Linked DNA regions of Sus scrofa: region 1 is linked to region 2. The links are chromatin contacts, called in public Hi-C maps. All regions are on one chromosome and are shown on one strand. Each heading gives the region's core, a stretch centred on a gene start, on an enhancer-like site or on the middle of the called end of the contact. The rest is flanking DNA. Distances are from core to core; before and after follow the strand shown. Region 1 holds the start of TXNRD3 (thioredoxin reductase 3). Region 2 overlaps PLXNA1 (plexin-A1).

Region 1 (6,921 bases), core at 3,450-5,949, 190 kb before region 2:
TCAAAAATGAACTCAGCATTACCAAAGGGGAAAGGTGGAGGGGAGGAATGATTTGGGAGTTTGGGACTGCCATGTGCACACTGTGGCATATAGAATGGATGGTCAAAGGGAAACTGCTATACAGCACAGGGAAATCTACCCAATATCCTGTGATGACCTATACAGGAAAAGAATCTGAAAAAAAATGGATAAGTGTATATGGATAACTGAATCACTTTTGTTGTACAGCAGAAATTATCACAACCTTGTAAATACCTCAATAAAATTTTAAAAAATGAAAAAAGATACTGTGCATTAATAAAGGGACAACAAGCACAGGAAGAGATATCCAACATCATTAATCATCAGGGAAATGCAAATCAAACCACAATGAGATGCCACGTCACACCCGTCAGGATAACTATTATCAAAACAAAAACAATACGAAAACCAGAAAATAACAAGTGCTGACAAGGATGTGGAGAAATTGGAACATTTGTGCACTGTTAGTGGGAATATAAAACAAGTGTGGCTGCTCTGGGAAACAGTGTGGGGATTCCTCAAAAAATTAGAAATATATAGAAATACTATATGAGTTAGCAATTCCACCTCTGGGTCTACACCAAAAGAAGTGAAAACAGAGACACAAACAGATATTGCAAACCCACATTCACAGCAGCAATATTCACAAAAGCCAAAAGTTGAGAGTGGCCTAAGTGTACAGATGAATGGATAAACAAAATATGGTCTCTGCAGACAATGCAATATTATTTACCCTTAAAAAGGAAAGAAATTCTGACACAGAATACAACACAGATGAACCTTGGGCACACTAGACTAAATGAAAGTAGCCAATCAGAAAAGGGCAAGTACTGTATGATTCCATTTATATGCGGTCTGTGGAGCAGTCAGTTTCACAGAGAGAGTAGACAGACAGGGGCTGCCAGGGGCTGGGGGAGGGGAGTTACTGTTTAACGGGGACAGTTTCAGTTGGGAAAGATGAAAAAGGTTCTGTGGACAGAGGGTGGTGACGGCTGCACGACCATGGGAATGTACTTAATGCCACTAATCAGAAAATGGTTATAACAGTAAACTTCATGTTATCTGAGTTTTTCTACAGGGAAAAAAAAAAGCCTAACCAATGGAAGTATATATTTTATATCCAGAAATGGATGAATTAAGGACTGGGGAAAACATGGCTTAAAGTTAATGTGGGGAGGAGCTAGCAAAATCAAGGCTTTTTTCATGACTCCATTTGGGCCATCACCTTGACCTGACTTTCATGGGAACTTCCCAAACAGCCCAGGGGCCTCCACATTTATTTTATTCTCTGTACTGTTCCCAGGTTTCAAATCACAGGTCAGAGCCTTTCACTCTTTGTCTCAAAAGTCTACACATACCACAGAGCATTTTAAAATCTCAATACAACTATGAAACTGAAGTTCAGCTATTTTCCAGTTACTCTCCTGACTTCCTTTCATTCGCCCTATTTTCAGCCTTACAATATTCATTATCCTCTACCTGTGCTGATACATATTCCTTAGCTAGATGCTCTCCCTTACCTACAGACAGCCAACTGAGTCCTCAAGGACCAGCTTAAATAGTCTTCAATTTTTCCAACCCCACAGAAGCAGCTGTTTTGGTCTCTTGGTCCCACGGCGCCTGTCCTGCACACGTGTTTCTTTCGATGCATGAGAATTGGATGATTACAGCTCAATTACACCATGAGTTCTTGGGAGGCAAGGCCACCCTCTCTTTACTTCTGTGCCCCCACAACACTAAGTACCCAACAACACTTGTTGAGTGACATCAGCGGCCCAATCAAGGAACAAACCTCTTTGCTTAATTCTGCGAAGGAAAGGATGTGGAATGTGGTGTCCGGCTTGGGTGACACATTTCAGCAGCTCATACTGAAACTATTGCATGATACAGCGAGCAAAGGGTTGTATGTAAAGAGAGATGAAATGAACACATAAAGAGCAGGCTGCTTGGCCAGGAAAGAAAAACGCTCAGGGAAAGTACTGAAAGATCTGTCATCCAGGTAGAAGCCCAATTCCTAATTCTGTGCATTGGAGCAACTATCACCTCCAAGAGGGAGTAAATGTTTCAGAGAGACAGATTTGGATTCAATTAAAACAATTCTAGTAATTAGAGCTGTCCAAATACGGAATGGGACTCAAAGTAGTGGCACATTATTGGGAGTGTTGACACACACAGAATCAAAAATCATTTGTCCTAAGATTTTCTGTCAGCAAAGGTTTGACTAGAATGATGGAAGAGCATTTACTTATTCAAACCACATTGCCTACCTCACTATTCTAGGCCCCAGCAATACAGTGGTGGCCAGGCACAGTTCTCATTTTAAAAGCTCCAATGACAATTTTTAAAAGTAGAGATAGAAGGCAGAGCCTGGAGAACCAGATGGATGATGAGTGAGCTCTCCAACCGGTGAGGAAAGGATGGCTTGTCCAATAAAGGGCACAGGGAAAACTGATACGTTAGAAAGGACAAAACCAACCGGATCCCTGCATGTCATCAGCTTCACATCCAGGTGGAATAAAGAAGGGGTGTGTGAAAAGCACACTCTAACTCTCTCAGGACTAAAACAGGAGAGTATCCTTACGACTCAGAGTAGAAGGAGGTTTCTTAAATAACACAAAAAGTACAAACTAGAAAAGAAAAAGTGACAGATTCAACTACATTAAATTTCCAAATCTCAGTTAATCAAAAGATCCCATAAAGAGAGTGAAAAGAGGAGTTCTGTTGTGGCTCAGTGGTTAAAGAACCTGATTAGCATCCATGAGGACGTGGGTTCAATCCCTGGCCTTGATCAGTGGGTTAAGGATCCTGTGTTGCTGTGAGCTGTGGTGTAGGTGTATGCCGCAGACACGGCTCAGATCCCTCGTTGCTGTGGCTGTGGCATAGGCTGGCGGCTACAGCTCCTATTCGACCCCTAGCCTGGGAACCTCCATATGCCTCAGGTGTGGCCCTAAAAAGACAAAAAAAAAAAAAAAAAAGTGAAAAGAAAAGCCAAATCTGGGAGATTTTCCAATACATATAATCCAAGGACTAGGATCAAAAACATAGTAAGAATGCCTATAATATGTACAAAAAACCGTCCCAACCTAATAGGGAAATAAGCAAAATACCTAAATGTTTTGCAGCTAAGGAAACTGAAAGAAGGCATAAACACTTGAAAACATGTTCAGCTTCATGAGGGAAATGCAAAACTATCAACTGTTGGTAAGGATGTAGAGCAATGGGGACTAATACTACACTGCCATTAAGAGGGTAAGTTGGTATGTATGACAACTTGGAAAAACATTTTGGCTTCACCTAGTTAAGGCAGAAATCATGCATCCTCTGTGGCCTAGCAACTCAGCTTCAAGACATGTGCTCTAAAGTAAGCTTTGTGTGTGTGCACTGGGAGACAGGCAATAGGCAGAGCCTTATCGTTTTTAAAAAGAGCAAAATACTAGCAACAATAGAACTGATACACTGTGGTATGATTCATCCTAGCGAATAATACAGTAATGAAAATTTAAAAACCACACTTACAGATGCTAACATGCATGAATCTCTAAAACATAACTGTTGAAAAAAGTGCAGAAGGCAAATGCATGATAATACTTATATATAAGTACCAAGACAAGCAAAATATTAAGGAACAAAATATTAAGGATATATATGTATGTGGCAAAACCCTAAAGAAAAGCAAGGAATTCTGGCTAGAGGTTACCCTGGGGGCGGGAGGAGGCAGTGGGGCTGGGGACATCATGAGGTCCCTGCAGGGCAGGGTGTGGTCTTCGTAGAGAAACTCTAAGGTGTTTGTGATACACATTTCACCAAACAATGTTTAACTCAATGCAAACCTGCAAATCATAATCTATAATTTCACGCACCTAACCCAACGGTTCCCGCGTGTGCATCTTCCAAGTATTATTTCAACTCTCAATAAACGTGAAGTATAGTTCAAATATTCAAAGTCCCATCGTACAATGGGTTTGTCTTCAAAAGGATCTAAAACTCAGGACACACGCGCACGTCTGTCCCCAGCTGACCCCGTTGGGCCGCGTGCAGGGCGGCTGAAACTGCCAGGAAGCGCCAGCACACCTGCCGGAACTGCGGCCTCTGCTAGTGCTCTCCTCTCAGAACAACACCCGGCTTTTTCCCACCCCCGTCCCCGACCACATCGACCAGGCTCGCGGCCAGGGGTGTCCGTGGCTCGCCCGCAGGCCCGACCCGAGGCGGAAGCCAGGAGAGCAGCCGGCGGGGCCGGTGTCGCCCCCGGGACGGGCTCCACGCGAGAGCTGAGCGGACGAACACGGGGGGGGGGGTGTCTAGGGGCGCGGGCGGAGAACGGACCGGGTCCGGGGGTTGGAGGCCGCGGAGGCGGACGGACCAGCAGGCCCAGAAGCCCCTGCCTGCCTACCCGCGTGCTGTGCGGACAGTAGCTCTTGCTGAAGATGACCACTCGATGGCCCTCGATGAGGCCCAGCAGGCGGCGCCGCAGCTCCTCGCGGGCCGCGGAGGACGAGCGGCTGGTCCCAGGGGCGGAGAGGCGGGCCCGGCGTCCGGGTGGCGACGGCACGGACACGCCACGGACATTGCCCAGCCGGCGGTTGGGAGTGGCGCCCCTCCCCGGCCCCGGCGACGTCTGCGCCCGCGAGGGCGGCGGCGGCGGCGGCGGCGGCGGAGATGGCTGTGCCAGGGCCGCGGTTTAACTCCCCGTCGGACTCCGCCTGACAAGCGACCACACTCAGGCTCCCGCGGCGACTGGGGTTACGGAGCTCGCCCCGCCCCTGGATCCGCCCCGGATCCATCCCGCCCCGCCCCCGGATCCCCCCATTCGCCCCGCCCCGCCCCTGGCTCCGCCCCACCCCCAGCGCATGCGATCTAGGCCAATGCCCGGACGCCCAACGGACTCGCCTGCTTTTAGCAAAGGGGCGTGTGCTAAGCTGCATGGTGTTGTTATCCCAAAGTGGTGTACCTACAGTGGGACTACCTGGACTCCTTTTGGTCTCCCAGGGATGCCCCATGTGGAGGACTTACTTCCACTCATCATAATCTCCAGCAGCCTGCTCAGATCACCTTGAAAATAGGTAATGGTGATGGAAAATTTTTAAAAAATTAAAAAAATAGATATGGTGGAATTCCCATTGTGGCTCAGTGGGTTAAGAAGCCGACTAGTTTCCTTGAGGATTTGGGTTCAATCCCTGGCCTGGTGTTAGGCAAGCGGCTATGTAGTTCATAGATGCCCCTGGATCCCATGCTGCTGTTGTGGAGTCTGTGGTGTAAGCCGGAAGCTGCAGCTCCAATTCCATCCCTAGCCTGGGAACTTCCATATGCCGCAGGTGGGGCCCTAAAAAGAAAAAAGGGAAATAAAAATACATAAATAAAACCATCGTTAAGAAGGATGGCTATTTTTTTTTAAGCTTATATCCCTGAAAATAAGAACTGCTCTGTTTATCACTATGCATTTTTAAAATGAATTTCCTAGGTTGCTACCCCTCAGTCCCTACTGCATAGAATTCTGGAGGCACTCCCCCCCACCGGCCCCCAAATTTAAGGCCGCACTAGGTGCATATGGAAGTTTCCAGAGTACAGGTTGAATGGGAACTGCAGCTGCCAGCCTACATCACAGCCACACTGGATCCTTAACCCGCTGAGTGGGGCTAGGGATTGAACCTGCATCTTCATGGATACTTTCCTTACCACTAAGCCACAAGGGGAACTTCCTGGAGGCACTTCTAATAAAAGGAAGTCATCTCTGCCAGAACAGGAATCCTGTATCCATCATTTGGGTGGGTGGGTGGAGGATCTCAGCGCTAACTTGCTGACTGTGATTAACAGCCCCCTACAGCTGTGAGGAACTAATGAAACTGCAATAGACTGAGATCCTCAACCACAAAACCAGCAGGCATGGTCTGGTCCCTCTTGTGGGTCATCTCTTGACACCTCCCTCAGATTCCCTGTGCTTCTCCACATGGGCTTTCTCCCTGTGCCTCAGGTGTGTCAAACCCATTCCTGCCTTAAGGTCTTTGCATTTTCTGTTTACTCAGCCTAGATGTTCTTCCCTGTCTAGAAAATCTAGCTTTTTCTTATCAACCAGGCTTGGCTTAAATGTTACTTTTTGTGAAGTAACAAAATAAAACAATTTAATAACAAATGTGATGTCCTTTAGTCAAGGGAAGTGTTTGTAGATTGGAAGTATGCAGTGCCTCACATGCAGTGATGCATTCTTCCAGACAGATGTTCGGGCAAGACTGAGTTTCACAAACCGTTAGAAGCAGCAACATGGTCATGCTGGGGTTGCATATCTGATCTTAGAAGGATCAAGGAACAAGGAAATAAGTATAGAGCCCAGAGTTGCCTTGGAATTTGGGGATTTCCTGACTTGATAAGCTATTTCTGGTCAAGAGGAGCATTTACAGGAAGACAAAAGTTCAGTTTGCTGCTGGGGCACCATGGCCAGGAGCAGCTCTATCTTGGGTCTAGAAATTTATTTCAATATTTCTTAAAGAACGTTTTGCTCTCTATCCAAAACGAAGTAGTCACCAGCTTCTATCGAATTGTATGTATTCTAGTTCCTTCATGACACAGTTATTGCTATTTGCAATTATCTTCTATAAATACTGGTTTACTTGTTTATTACCCGTGCTCCCCTCCCCCATCACCAACAAAAGAATGTGAGGAAAGGTCCTCTTCACTCTATTCACAGCTCTGTCTTCAGCGTCTGTCACTCACGGTGTCTGGCTCTTAGTAGGCACACAGTATATTTTTACTGAATGAGTGAGCAATTCAGACACATCACAAATGAAGCATGTAAATGACCCTAATTTGCTTTCCCTCTTATCCCTTCATTGTGTAAGCCAGCTTGAACTGTGGTTTTTATTGCTTGCAATGAAAAGTATCTTAACAAATAAAAATATTTCAGGGTTA
Region 2 (7,493 bases), core at 792-3,291:
CATGGGGCCCTGGTGATCTGGATGGGAGGGCTAGAGCCCGGGAATGTCTTTTGAGTGCCCTCTGCACCAGGCCAGGGCTGTGGTCAGCGCAGCATCCCAGGAGTCCCCAAGGTGGGGCAGAGTCAGGCCTGGGCTCTGGTGACTACAGGAGGCGCCTGAGGGAGGACATGGAGGGCCCTGATCTGGGTCATTCTGGTGGAGACTGGGTCTGGAGCTCTGGCCCCACACTGGTGCCTTCGCCTGCGTCTAGGCCTCCCTGCCCTCTGGCTGTCCTGTCCCCATTCTCTGGCCGTGGGCCAGGCTGGCCTTGCCGGGCCTCTGTGGCTGGCTCTTGGGGTTTGGTGACTGCTGGGGGGCCTTGGCCACCCAGGCCTACCCGTAATACCTGCTTGGACGTGTAGTTCCCAGAGTGGCTCTTGTGTGGAGAGAGGTGCCCCTCATGCCTGCTCCCCAGAGAGGGACACCGAGGCAGTGTCCACAGCTGGAATGTGTCCGAGCCGGGCCCGGGCCCAGGCAGTGTGGGTACCGAGGCCAGACTCCTGGCTTCTAGGGCCTGGCTGGCAGTGGAGCTGACTGTGGGTCCCCTGTGAGAACGGGCAGGCTTAATGGGTGCAGGTTGGGGTCCTGGCCAGGCCCTCACCTAGTGCCCCCTCTGCCCCGAGGTCGGGCACCGGAAGCCATTGGGGCAGCAATAGTCCCAGCGTGGGACCGCCTTCCCGACCCGCTCTGGACACAGCTCTTCCGGGTCTGGTTTGACTTAAGCCTGCCTGCCTGGCTGGGAGGCAGCTGAGCGGATGTGGGGGGTGGCCGCGGGCTTTCAGGAATGCGGCCCTCCCCCTCTCTCTCCCCCTCCCGCAGCCTGCAGCCTCTGGCCTGGACACAGTGCCCTCCCTGGTTGCCGCCCTCTCTGACTCCTTCTGGAGCTGGCCCCGCAGCCCACCCTGGCCAGTCAGACCTGCCCCTGTCAGCTTGGAGTGCAAAGGAGGGGTGCTGGGCTGAGCACCCCCATAGTGGAGGAGGAGGTGGGCTGGCTGCTCCATGGCTGCCAGTGGGGGCGGGCCTGAGCCAGGCGCCCCACCCTGTGCCCTGGGAGCCTGCCCGGCGCCGCCCCACGAGCCCCATCTCGGAAAGCTCCTGGGTCTCTCTGTTAATTAAATACATTTGTTTGGTAAAAGCAACTAAAAATACTTGCAGCATTGCGAGCTGTGGGGAAGAGCTGGCTAATTAACGCCCCGGCTGGTTTGGGATTCAGAGCATATTTGCATGCCTGTGAGATGCCCGCCCCCTGCTTTGGTGCTGGGGGCTGTCCCCCAGGACCTGACCCCTCGCTCCACCCCCACCCTGAGGCCCCTGCTTCACTCTCAGCCTCCCTGGGCACCCTATGTCCCCAGACTGTGATGCTGGCCCTGGGCTCCTGTTGCCTTTGCCTTGGGAAGGGCTGTGCAGCTGAGATGGGAGGGTGGTTGTTTTCTCCAGTCCTCAGAGACTCCCACCCATGGACTGTGGTGTCTGTCACCTGGGGAAGGGGCTGGGCCAGGACCAGGCTCCAGGCCACAGTGGGTCCTACACTGGCTTCTTGGGTTGGGTGGCTGGGGAGGGGCTCCAGGCTCTGCCCTCAATTGGAGGTGGGCCAGGGCAGCCTTACCTGGGCCTCCTGTCTCAGATCCTCGTGGACCTGGCGAACCCAGGAGGCCGGCCAGCCCTGGCCTACGAGAGCGTAGTGGCCCAAGAGGGCAACCCCATCCTGCGTGACCTGGTCCTCAGCCCAGACCGCCAGTACCTCTACGCCATGACGGAGAAGCAGGTGGGTGCCGCCCTGCAGAGGCGAGCTTGGGCGTGCCCTTGGGGAGCTGGGTGTGGCCACCCTTGGCCCTCAATGTCCAGGCTGCCTCCAGATCTTCCCAGGCTGGTCTGGGGTTCCCACTACCTCTTTGAGAGAGAGATTTTTCAGGGTAGAGGTGTGGGAGGTTTGGGTGTGCCTGGGCCCCGAGTCATCAGGCTGTGGCCTGGCCAGCTCATCAAGACCATGTGCTGTTTCCAGTCTAGCATGCTTGGAGCCGGCCTCTGCCCTTCAGCTCCCCCTGGTGACCCTGTGGGGGGTAGAGGGGCTCCCTTCCTTCTTGGTGGTTCCCACTTTTCCTTTGCCCCTGTCTTGCTGTCAGGCCATTCACGCCTTGGGATGTCAGGGCTGAATAGGCAGGGCTGGGTAAGTGGCCCACCTGCCTCTGTGCTGGGGGCTGGAGCCTAAGAGCCTGTGGTTCCCTTGGGATGCTTGGATGCAGAGTGGAGGAACTGGCCAGAACTGTCACCTGCACTGACTCCCTGGAGACAGCCCCAGTCTGTTTAGCCTGACTCAGCCAAGCCAGGGTCACCCAAGACTGGCCCTTGGGTAGACCAAGCAGGAGGAAGGCCCAGCATGGGGCTACCCTGGATGTGTTTGAGGAGGTGGGGGCAGGCCCAGTGGGAGCCTGATACTGAGGCCCCTCCTCCAGGTGACCCGCGTGCCTGTGGAAAGCTGCGTGCAGTACACGTCCTGTGAGCTGTGCCTGGGGTCACGGGACCCCCACTGCGGCTGGTGTGTCCTGCACAGCATGTGAGTCTGGGCAGGGTGTTGTTGGGGGAGGGTCTAAGCGGCCTCACTGTGATCCTGGGGGTCCCATCTCCCTCCCAAGTTCCTCTGGGTCTGGTTTGGTGGTTGGTGTCCTGTGACCTGCCAGTGATAGAAGCCCAGCTCCCCTATTAGGACGGGGTGCGGGGTGGCTCAGGGCTGTCCTGCCCCTGCCCCAGCTGGTCCCATGTCTATGCCTGCAGCTGCTCACGTCAGGATGCCTGTGAGCGGGCGGACGAGCCCCAGCGCTTCGCTGCGGACCTGCTACAGTGTGTGCAATTGGCCGTGCAGCCACGCAATGTGTCTGTCACTATGTCCCAGGTTCCGGTGAGCATGGTGGCCCGGGAATGGGCAGGATGTTGGGGGACGGGCCCCTGCTCACCGTCCCTCCTGCCCCCGCCCAGCTCGTGCTGCAGGCCTGGAATGTACCTGACCTCTCGGCTGGAGTCAACTGCTCCTTTGAGGACTTCACCGAATCTGAGGGCATCCTGGAGGACGGCCGGATCCACTGCCGCTCCCCCTCCGCACGGGAGGTGGCGCCCATCACGCGGGGCCAGGGTAAGGCCACAGGGCGGGGGGCCTCCTGGAGGAGGTGGTTGTTGGGACAGCAAGGGGGGGACCTGGTGAGGGGTGAGGGCGGGGGAGGCATTGCAGGCCCAGGGCCGCTGGGTGGGTGGGCACAGGGGACTGCAGGTCTCCTGGGTTAGGTGGCCCTCGGGGCCTTGATGACAGGGCCTTTGCTGCTGCTGCAGGAGACCAGCGGGTGGTCAAGCTGTACCTAAAGTCCAAGGAGACGGGCAAGAAGTTTGCGTCCGTGGACTTCGTCTTCTACAACTGCAGCGTCCACCAGTCGTGAGTGTCCCTGGCCTCCTGCACGGTGTGCCATGGGCAGCACATGGCCAGGGCAGGAGGAGCCAGCAAGGACAGGCCCTGGGGGAGTCCTGGGGGTGGCGGTCAGAGTGCAGTTGGTTACCACATGGAACATCTCTCAGGCTGCCTCATGTGAGAGTGGGCCAGGGCACCAGACTGAGTCAGGGAGCATGGGAGACGCCAACTGCCAGTTGGGCCCTCGGCACTTGCTGCCCAGGGCAGGACTGGCCCAGGTCCTCTCTGGAAGTGTGGGAGCTCACCCTAGGCCTCTGGTCTTCTGCCAGCCCACCAGCCACAGAGGAAGAGCAGGGGAGCTGAGGCCCTACTGTGTGTCCCACAGGGTCCAGGGCCCCAGGCCTGGAGGGCACCCAGCCCAGGAGTGTCCACCTCAGAGCTGCGAGCCTAGTTTCTCAGTTGTGTCTTTGTGGATTAACTTGCATGCTGATGCCCTCCTGGCCCTTGGTGGGGCATCCACTGTGGGCCTGGTGTCATTGTCACCAGGGTCTGGCCTCCCTGTGTGTGACAGGCTGGGATCTTTGAGGCAGGGTCTGCCTTCCAGAGTTTTGGAGGGTTGGAGCGTTTCTATAGAGGCAGGATGGTGGCAGGTGACATGAAGCCACAGGGATGGTGGGGCATGGGACTCTGTGACCCATCCAGGTCCTGGGAATGTGTCAGAACAAATCAGACTCTTAACCGGGCCAGCCTGCCTTCTGGTCACAGAGGCAACGTCCAGCCTGTGGCCCCTGTTCAGCACTTCCATGTACATCTTAGTTTATCAGAATAAGGTGAGATTTAAAATGTGCTTCTTAGCTGCATTAATGCATTCCCAGTACTGATGGTCACATGTGTCTTGACCCCGGCTTTAGACGTGTACATCTTTAGAAGGTGCTATTGGCTGGCATTGGGGTGGGCAGCAGGCCATGGAGGGAGGAGGAGGGGAGCACTGGTGGGTAGCAGTAGAGCAGCTCTGAGCAGCCCATGTAAAGGCCCTGGGGCAGCTCCAGGAACAGCAGGGGAGCTTCAGGCTCACTGCCCTCTCCCTGCAGCTGTCTGTCCTGCGTCAACGGCTCCTTCCCCTGCCACTGGTGCAAGTACCGCCACGTGTGCACTCACAACGCCGCCGACTGTGCCTTCCTGGAGGGCCGCGTCAATGTGTCTGAGGTGAGGAGGCACAGCAGAGCTGGGTGTTGCCAGAGGGTAGGGGGGGTGCCCCAGAAGGTCTTAGGGGACGCTCTCAAGGGCTGTCACAGCCTCAGGCCAGCCAGTGGCATTGGCTGGTGGTCACTGCTTGGGGGCTACAGACCAAAAGATCATCCAAGGGTGCTGGGGGCAGGGACTGTCCACCCAGGGCAGCAGGAGCCTGGAGCGTGAGTGTCTGGTTGGGTCCTCATGGGCGTGGGAATTTGGCGACTGGTTGCTGGTGGAGGCCCTTGTGGGCTGCGTGTTGATTGAGGTTAATTAGGTAGTAATTGTTTCAGAGCCGAGTGGGCATTGAGTTTATTACCAGCAGCCGGTCTAAAAACCAGCATGGTTGACCCAGGGCATGCCAGGCACGGGCGGGGGCCTGGCTGCCCATGTCCAGCCTTCAGATGCAGAGCCGGGACTTGAAGCCAGGGTCTTGCTTTTGCGGCAGACACCACACCTGCTGGCTGGGGGGCAGGGGGCTGTCAGTCCCAGCAGCCATGGGTGCCTGGGGGCCACGGCTGGGGAGGACTTGCCTAGACAGAGGGGGCAGCGGGCACGCCCCCACCCCCTGGCAGAACCTTCCCTGCTGCCCCCACCATCTCTCTGTGGGCCTCTGTTTTTCCGCTCCATGGTGACAATGCACACCACCCCGACAAGTGGGGGGTGGGCTGAGAGCAGACGGGGGCTGGAGGTAGTATGGGAGTGGCAGGTCAGGGAGCTGGCCCAGGTGTCTTGGTTGGGCGGGCAGGAGCAGGGGCTTCTTAGGCTGCTGAGTAGGTGGCGTGCAGGGACCACAGCAGTGACCAGGTTGAGGCAGGGCGTGAGAGGCGGGGGCCCAGTCCTTGTTGGCCCACTTCTGACCCTCTGCCTCCCCGAGCCATCCCTTCAGAGGAAATCACCCTGTAGGTATAGACCCTCCCCAAGCTGGTCTCTGCCGGGGTTGGGGGCAGGTGTAGACTATCCTTGAGCTGCCTGTGCCAGGGTGGGGGGAGATATAGACCCTCCCTGAGCTTCCTGTGCTGGCATGGCTGGGCACTAGGGGCTGGGGCTTGTTTGGGGATGGACTTAACTGCACAGGCGCTCCCTCTCAGCTCCAGGTGGCATGGGGACGTCCCTAAGAAGTGTGACTCCCCCAGCCCCTCCCAGCCTCTGGTATAGGTTTGGTTGCCCTGGACAACCCCTCCTCAGTGCTTGCTCACTCGGTGAGGTCTTGGGTCCCAGTGACAGCGTCTTCCTGCCTGTGATGGGACAGAGCCCTGTGCTCCCGTGTCTGCTCAGTCAGCTTCAAAGGGGTGCTGGTGCTGGCTGGGTGGCCTGGTGGGTCCCACTTGGGGAGCAGAGCCCACCCTTGGAGGTGACCCACACCCAGATTGGACTTTCTGCCCAAGTCCAGCCTCTCCAGGATGGGGAGGGGGCATTTCACACAAGGGTTATGTGTTGGGTCCAAAGCTGGTCGTCGTGCTGTCCACAGAGGGTGTTCTTCAGGCTCCTCCTGGGTCTGTGTGAGCCAAGGGCTCTGGGCAAAGCCTGAGATGTGTTATAGAACCAGAGTCCTGGCCCTGGTTCACTTGTAGATCCAGACCTCCTCAGACGAGGGGAGGCTGAGGCCCCCAAGGCAGGGCCTCTGTGACCACATCCCTTGCCTGCTCCTGCTGCCTCCATCTCAGCCCAGTCTGAGGCCACTCAGAGTTCAGGGTCAGGCCCCAGCTCACGCATCTCTGTGGCCGAGATCACGAGGTGCTAAGGCCTGGCTGCAGTGAGGCCGTAGCCTACTGGGGACACAGAACCTGTGCCCTGAGACCCATGAGGAGACAGGCCCTGGCCTCCAGCAGAGGTGGTGTCAGTGCAGAGGAAGGTGTGAGGCGGGGGATGGTGGGCACAGGGCCCTGGTGGCCAGGACATGTCAGGGCTGTGGAGAGACCCCAACAACAGGGGTCCCTGGCTTGGGGGCCAGTGTAGGTGCCCTTGCAGATGGCCAGGGCAGTGCTGGCTTCGGTGTGGCCACCTGCATTCTGGCAACGGCCTCTAGGGCTGCAGCCTGAGCTTAGTGGTGTGCCAGGTGCAATGGCCATTGCCTGCTCCTGGCCAGTGGAGACGGGCACCCCGCAAGCCTGGTGGACAGTCTGCCAGGCCTGCCCAGGGTCCGAGGGACCCTGAGGCCTTGGCAGAGCCAGCCCGGCTGTCTTGGAAGATGCCATGGGGCTTCTGGATCACAGCCTGTTTTCAGCATCTCTATTTAAAGCTCACTTCGCAGCGTTCCTGTGGGCCATCTCCTGCACAGCCGTTTAGCCCTGCTGCAAGGAAGCCGGGCCATTGCATCAGTTATTGTTGCTGAAATGCTGGCCCTGGGGGCCTGGCTGTTTTTCTGTTTGCTCTGGCTATTTTTACCTGCTCCCCAGGCCCTCAGCTGAGACCTCAAGCCTGCTTTGCCTCAAGGGCTTTGAAGCTGCAGCCAGATGGGAACCTTCTGGTGGGTCCTAGGACCCTGAGCAGGCCCCTCTGCCCCCAAGAGCGCCTGCCTGGGTCACAGTGTGTAGCTGTCACTGCTGTCCTCAGTCCGTCTGCCAGTGTGCAGTGGGCGCAGTGATGCTCACCCCAGAGAAGCTCAGCCTCTAGCCTGGGCTCAGCCGAAGCCGTGTTGCCCCCAGGATTGCCCGCAGATCCTGCCCTCCACCCAGATCTATGTGCCAGCGGGTGTGGTGAAGCCCATCACCCTGGCTGCTCGGAATCTGCCACAGCCACAGTCGGGCCAGCGTGGGTACGAGTGCCTGTTCCACACCCCAGGGAGCCCGGCCCGTGTTGCTGCCCTGCGCTTCAACAGCTCAAGCCT

The links. Hi-C and Micro-C count contacts between places; a contact is called where the count stands out from the background.
Region 1: a contact with region 2 is called in a Hi-C map of embryonic fibroblasts, with 2.7 times the contacts expected there. The contact joins the promoter of TXNRD3 here to the enhancer-like site in region 2. A contact is called at or near these places in 1 of 5 promoter capture datasets (liver), 14 of 47 Hi-C or Micro-C datasets (alveolar macrophages, embryonic fibroblasts, heart right ventricle and 7 more) and 2 of 2 datasets of contacts at active chromatin or transcription factors (alveolar macrophages and skeletal muscle).

What each region holds. Positions count from the first base shown.
Region 1 is chr13:73,274,027-73,280,947 of Sscrofa11.1, reverse strand. TXNRD3 (thioredoxin reductase 3) reads right to left here and starts at 4,699. Exons shown (of 18, transcript XM_013982024.2): 1 at 4,412-4,699. The coding sequence starts at 4,699.
Region 2 is chr13:73,076,604-73,084,096 of Sscrofa11.1, reverse strand. It overlaps PLXNA1 (plexin-A1), which reads left to right. Exons shown (of 32, transcript XM_021069450.1): 4 at 1,664-1,804; 5 at 2,493-2,593; 6 at 2,812-2,935; 7 at 3,013-3,166; 8 at 3,361-3,460; 9 at 4,525-4,639; 10 at 7,312-7,493. Among named protein-coding and RNA genes, the nearest start is that of PLXNA1, 18 kb to the left of the region's middle. Within about 2 kb of position 2,041, at least 38 of the 83 cell types and tissues checked have an H3K27ac peak or open chromatin away from gene starts, as enhancers often do. A contact at or near this core is called in alveolar macrophages, embryonic fibroblasts, liver and 5 more, where this site is marked.